2 separate regions of the Mus musculus genome follow, and region 2 is linked to region 1. A link is a contact called in public promoter capture Hi-C data. All regions are on one chromosome and are shown on one strand. Each heading gives the region's core, a stretch centred on a gene start, on an enhancer-like site or on the middle of the called end of the contact. The rest is flanking DNA. Distances are from core to core; before and after follow the strand shown.

Region 1 (2,979 bases), core at 314-2,813:
GAAGCCACAGAACTGTTTCTGTCTAATCAGGAACCTGTCACAATTTCCTTACATAGAGGACTTCATAAGAGAATTTTTTTCTACTTCTATTGTGTTTAATGTTTCTAATAGACCTTAAAAACTGTTTGAGTGCGTGTTACTTTTAGCTTCAGAAGATATCATGTATATTTAAGAGGCATTTAACTATTATAAATTATTTTGATGATTTAAAAATGTAAATACTGAATTGTATATTTTAAAATAAATTTTATTAGTTTAATTAATGAAGACAGTTAAAAATAAATAAATATTTAAAAATGTGAAAGAGATACCAAATTGACAAATCCAAAACATAAAAATAAAATAAAATAAAATGTGTGGTCATGTTTTGATATAATTAAAAAAGGCATGCTGTTCTATTTAGTGAAGCTTTAAAACAAGGCAGCTGTGACTTAGCAATGGAAATAAGGATTGCTTCCTAGTTATTGCTGCCCTTGTGACACAGAAAGCTTTGTGGAGCTGAAAGACAGTGTCTGGGTGGAGGGAATGCCCCTCTCTCATGTTTAACAGGCCTATACATGAATTAGTGGAACATCTGCTCTTCTACATACAAGGCTGGACCATGCTCACTTGGGTTCAAATCTGCTAGGCTTCCCTTAAGAGTTATTATCAGGTGGGCATGGAGGCACGGGCATAATAATATTCCAGCAGTAGCTTGAGGAAAGCAGATGGGATTCCGAGATACAGTCTGACCTCAGCAAACAAAACTGCGTTTATTCGACAGAAGCAAGGGGCATCAATTTTCCCACAGAAAGGGAAATTGTATGAAGAGAGGGAATGAACTCCTGTGGGGTCTTAAAGGAATGGGTAGGGTGCTTAAGTTTAAAAGAAGTTGTTTCTTAACTATGGAAATGAAAGCTAGAGTAGTTTAGTACCAAAAGGCAAAAACTAACTGGCACTGCCATGCAAAATCACTGCTAAATCTCTTTTAAGATCTGTAAACTCCAGGTGATTGAATCTCTTAATGGCATGAATTTCAATTTCACCGTCTATAAAATTGAGAAGGATGTACAGTTGTCTAGACACACTGAGGGTCAGTGGCGACACTATGAAGGGACCCTGTTGTGCTCAATGTCAACTGTGCAACCAATGTTAGGAGCAGCATTCCTTGCACTATGTATGCTATACTACTGTAATGATTCTGACCACATGAAGCCTGAGTAGAAAGATCAGACTTCAGAAATTGGAATTATCATTCCGACATTAAGATAGAAGGCAGAAAGAGAAGATGATGAAACCACAGGAATCTCGTCCACTTTGGTTCAGGAAGGCCAACTGCTGTCCCACATCATGTAGTTAGTGCCACAAACCTCCTCTTGAGCCCTGCTCCTTTATTTTAGCTCCTTTTCTAACAGTCTCCCGCTGGGGTCCTGCGATGATGCCCTCCAAAGAGCCCTAAGGTCCCTTCTCCCTCCCTTATCCCCGTCCCCACCACCACCGTGCAGCGTCTCGTCCCTCTCGGTGGCGACCTCCGCCGCCCGCGGTCCCCGCAGTTGTCCGCGGCGCGCCACGGCGCACGCTCAGGGGCGGAGCAGGCGCGTCAAACTCGGCGGCGGCGGCGGTGGCGGCGGTGGCGCGGGCGGCGGCGGGACTCGCTGGTCGCAGCTGCCTCTGCGCCCGCCACCTGCGCCGCCGTCACCTCGGCGGAGGGCTGAGGGGCGCGTGCGGTAAGGCCTGGCGGCGAGCTCCCTGCGGCGCGGGCTTCGGGTCTGCGCACTGCGGCGGGGCCGAGCTGGGGCCCGAGGCGGGCTCGGTGCAAGACGCAGTGTCCGATGCCCGCGGGGGCCGGGGCCGGGGTTTGGGGACCAGAGGCGCCGAGGGCCCTGGGGTGCTGTGGGGAGGCTCACCTGGCCCTGCAGCGGCCGGCCGTTCTGGAAAGCCACAGAGCCTTGCGGACAAGGGTCGCGCGGGAGCCCGGCTGTAGCAGCTAGCATCGCTCCAGGAGGATAAGGGGCTGTGAGCCAAGTGGGGACAGACCTATTGCAGTACTGGGACTCTCATCCCAGAGTGGTAGAGGTGGCTGCGGGTGAAGGACCTAGTGACATGCCCTTTGGGCCTGCTTTGGGGGTGTATAGGATAAATATGGGGTGAACCTGAGAAGAGGGGGCGGGTAAATACAGGACACTGGTGCTCCAGATAACAGAGTGGGATGGGAATTGGGCGTTTAGGTCTCAGTTTGCAGAAAACAATTTTATGATCTGAAAACAAAGCACACAGAAGAGGGTTTTTTTGTTGTTGATGTTTTGTTTTGTTTTTTGTTGTTGTTTGTTTTTAGCTATTCTGCTGTTAGTAAATGCTTGAGGGTTTGCTGTATTGTTTATTGTACTTTGGCAAGGATATTCTCTTCTGGGCATAGGCAGTGATGTTAATTTGTAGGTAGGAACATTATCTGAAGCACACTTCCAGTTTTGTTTCTTTACTATTACTCAGAACTATCTTTTGAAGATGACTGGTACAAGAGTTCCCACACGAATGGGAAAACTAACAAGTCAACTTACTGCATGGCATTTTTAGGGTACAAAGTAGCATGCAAATTTAATGATATTTTACAAGCAGTGAGTTTAGAGTGTTTCATGCCAGTCTTCCTTTACCTTTCTGTTTGTTGCTTTCCTTTGAATTAAGTCCGTTAGTGATTTTTTTTTGAAAAAAAAAAAAAAGCATAGAAATCCATACAACCTACATTTTAAAATTTGACATCAAGTGTTCTAGCTAGAGTGAACCATTTTAACAGTGGGTTAAGTATCCTTACAGGTATGAACCTATTTTGAAATACTCTCCAACTTAATGCCAAATTTTAATTTCATATAATCCCAGATTTGGAAATTGTACAATCTCCAATTGTCTGTTACTAGAACCTGGTTTTCTCTATATCTTTACTTGAACTGAGTCTCACCATGACTATAAATAGGCTTTCCTGCTATATAAAGGACACTCAAACGT
Region 2 (3,455 bases), core at 839-3,338, 2.2 Mb before region 1:
GTGCCCGCCTGGTCAGCATCTAAAGCGCTGACCCAAACCACCGAGGTGCCAGGGACAGCGGCTTCAGACACGGAGGCCCAGTAATGCTCCTGGCTAAAGACAGGTGGCTGGTCATTGAGGTCCGAGACCCAGAGCAACAGCGACTCCTCCGTGCTCAATGGCGGGGACCCTGCATCAGTGGCCACTAGTCTTAACTCGTATAGATCTTGGCTTTCCCTGTCCAAGAGGCCCTCGATGCAAAGGAAAAATACTCCAGGTGGACCACCGGGCCGCAGCGCAAAGACTCCGTTCCCACTTTCCAAGGACAACTTTATACTGCCCGCCCCAAGGAGGCGTGCACCAAGCACCCCTGCAGCCTCCTCTTCTTTCTCTGGGTCACCGTCGGCATCGGACACTGAGACTCGAGCCACGTAGTCGCCTGGGTGGGCGCCCTCAGAGACCTGGACCGCACCTCCCTCGGTGAGGAAGAGCAGGTGGATGGCAGGAGGGTTGTCATTCACGTCCAGCACGTCAATGGACACGCGCACGGTGGCTACCTCTGGCTCGGCGCCCCCGTCGCGGGCCTGGACCACCAACTGGTGCCAGGCCTGCTCCTCCCGGTCTAAAGGTCTTTGCACCCGCACTACGCCGCTCAGCTCCTCCACAGAAAAATAACCCGGATCGCCCAGTGGCCCACCACCTGCGCTCGCCACGGGCACTTGCCGCTCCCGGATACTGTAGCGTACCAAGCCATTGGGGCCCAAGTCGCGATCAGTAGCACGCACGCGACAAACCTCAGAGCCCGGCTGGGCGTCCTCACGTACTGTGGCGCGGTACTCGCCCTGCTCGAAAACTGGCGGGTTGTCGTTCTCATCCAACACACGCAGCTGCACGTGCAGGAGGCCGGTGCGCCGAGGGCTGCCACCGTCCCAAGCTTCAATGTGCAGCTCGTGCGCTGCCGCCGCCTCTCGGTCCAAGCGCCGCAGCAGCACCAAGTCTAAGGGTTCCAGCGGTGATGAGGACACCGGCAGGGAAGGCGACGCCGGTAACCCCGGCGTCCCATAGCGCAATTGGAAGAAGGGTCCTGTGGGATCCTGGGGCATGTCAGAAGCTTGCAGCAAAGTGTAGCCCTGGATGCTGAACAGTCCCGCGTCCGGGTCCTGGGCTCCTGGCAGGCGGAACGCTGTCCCGGGCGGGCTGAGTTCGGACACGTCCAGCTGCAGGGAGTCGCGGGGAAAGCGAGGGGAATGGTCGTTCACGTCGTTGACGCGGATCTCCACCTGTACCACCTCTCCCAACAGCGTGGCGGCCACGAAGCTATAGTGGTCCTGTCGCTCGCGGTCCAGACGCCGAGCGGTGCGGATGATACCAGTGTCCGGGTGCACGTGGAAGTCGTCCAGCAGCGGGGAGTCATCCGAGTCCTCCGAAAGAAAAAAGCCATTCCCATCCTGTTGCTGAGCTGCTGGCAACCCCGCGCGAATGTCACCCACCAGTGTGTCTGGGGGCAGCCCCTCGTCCACCGAGAGGCTGAGGTTGAACACCTGGGCAGATGAGCCCGAGGCTGCCCACAGCCAGGCGTGGACGAAAAGCCGGAGCAGGGAGCTCTGCGCCCCGGCGCCGCGGGGCCGCCCACGGGGTGACCCAGCCGGCTGACGCCCTTCACCCATCCTTCGCCCAGCAGGGCTCATTTCTCCTCCAGCTCTTTAGGAAGAAGGCTCCGGCTAGCTGCCAGCTTGTATTGGGATCTCAGAGCAACCCAGGAGCCTCTTCAGTATTAAGCCAGGGAAGAAAAGACTTTGGCAAACAAACGAAAAGACCCGGGAGTTCCCAAGGTGGCATCTGCAACTGGTGCAGACGTCCTCTGGCCGCAGCTCACGCAGGCGGGGGCGGCTCTAGCTGCCTCTGCCTCCGCGGCCACCTCTCCAGCCTCTGGATGTCTTTAAGGGAGTCCCATCGCTTTTTCTCTCTTCTTCTATTCCTTTTACATCTGTTCCTTGTTCTGCTCGGCTGGCTGTTTCCCCCTGGTAAAGTCAGGTGCATTATTTCTTTTGCCAAAAAGGAGGAAATTATTTAAAGCGCGCACACGGAGAGGAAGGGGATCCGGCCGGGAAGGGGGTGGAGAAAGGGCGGGGAGGCCGAGGGGGCGCGGGGCGGGAGGAACGGTGGGAGGGGCCGCTCGGGCAGCAGACTGCTACAGGGGCGGCCGCTCCCCCACCCACCCCACTCCACCTCCCGCGTCTCCCGGCGCTGGGGACTCCGTGGAGCCCCCTCTGACTGGGCCTCCTACTCCTTAGTCCCCTCCCCGTGCGTGATGCGGCTCGCACCGGGATGAATTCCAACCTGCGAGCCTCGGTTCTGTAGAAGGACTAAAAAACGGCTAGCCGGATGGACACGCAGCCCCAGACAGTGACGCTGATGGGGTTGTCTGGCTTGGCTTTGCGTGCAAAGTGTACTGGGTTAGGGAAGAGGCCAGTAGCTTGCCCCTAAGCTCGCTCTCTCCATCCTCAGAACAGCCCCTGCAGCGAGCCTGCCCATGGCTCCATGTAAGGTGGGGGTTATATGGTCACTTTAAGGAGACAAACTTGTGCTCTCTATTTGGCGAGAGAACCCCACCTCCTCAGCGGAAGGACAGATGGAGTCAAAAGGAGATGCACAGCTGGGGCCAGTTTGACTGTAAAGCAGGGAAGGCGGAACTTGGAGAAAAAAAAAAGAAGAAGAAGAAAGGAGAAAGAAAACTTCCAGAAATCCCGAAAAAATCTGTGACACACATGGCACGCTTTATTATGCCGAGCTACTATTTAGCAGCGTGCTAGTGTCTTGTCACTCCCCTCTGCCACCTGTGATGACAACAATGGATGGAGCTTGCGGACCTTTTTAGGCATCCAGCGCCATCATACCTGCCAGCATATTTTATGATGATGATTTATGTGCGGATTGACCTTGTGGCATAAGCCCCAGCACACGGCTTTACCTCCAGCCCTATGAGAAGAACCTTGCAGGGATCTGATAGCTCTTCCAAAGTAGCTTAGGGTTGAATCCAAAGACAATTCACCTCAGCCTGTGTAGTCTCGGGCTTCTCTCCTGCTATCCACAGCTATAGATGGAAACTGACAAATGGCCTCTAATAAAGTATGCTCCACCAGAGGAGTCTGCTCTCTTGAGAGCGGCCAGCCATATGTAGCAAAAGGTTTCTGCAATTTTGCATTTCAGCCAGAAGGAAGAATTAATTTCCTAGATACTGTTCTGTGCTAGGGGGAGACCAAAAGGCCAGCATACAGTTCCCCAGAAACCCCAGTGAAACGCCTTCTTATATTGAGTGGCCTATGCATGCCATTGCTAATTAGCAGCCACACCAACCTGTACCCCTGAAAAAATAATAATCAAATGATTTTCTTGGCAGTGTTGTATGTAACCAGAGATGCTATTAAAATAATGTCAGCCTCCCTTTTATCGATCAAGTGCCTTTAAGCATTTGG

Evidence for each region. Promoter capture Hi-C pulls out the DNA fragments that hold promoters and counts their contacts.
Region 2: a promoter capture Hi-C map of liver shows a contact between it and region 1, with 2.5 times the contacts expected there. The contact joins the promoter of Dchs2 here to the promoter of Glrb in region 1. A contact is called at or near these places in 1 of 39 promoter capture datasets (liver) and 1 of 484 Hi-C or Micro-C datasets (embryonic stem cells).

The regions. Positions count from the first base shown.
Region 1 is chr3:80,912,244-80,915,222 of GRCm38.p6, reverse strand. It overlaps Glrb (glycine receptor, beta subunit), which reads left to right and starts at 1,563. Exons shown (of 10, transcript NM_010298.6): 1 at 1,563-1,706.
Region 2 is chr3:83,126,160-83,129,614 of GRCm38.p6, reverse strand. Dchs2 (dachsous cadherin related 2) reads right to left here and starts at 2,088. Exons shown (of 20, transcript NM_001357165.2): 1 at 1-2,088. The coding sequence starts at 1,667. It overlaps Gm10710 (predicted gene 10710), which reads left to right and starts at 369. Exons shown (of 1, transcript NM_001358023.1): 1 at 369-3,455. The coding sequence starts at 1,529. The coding sequence ends at 2,053.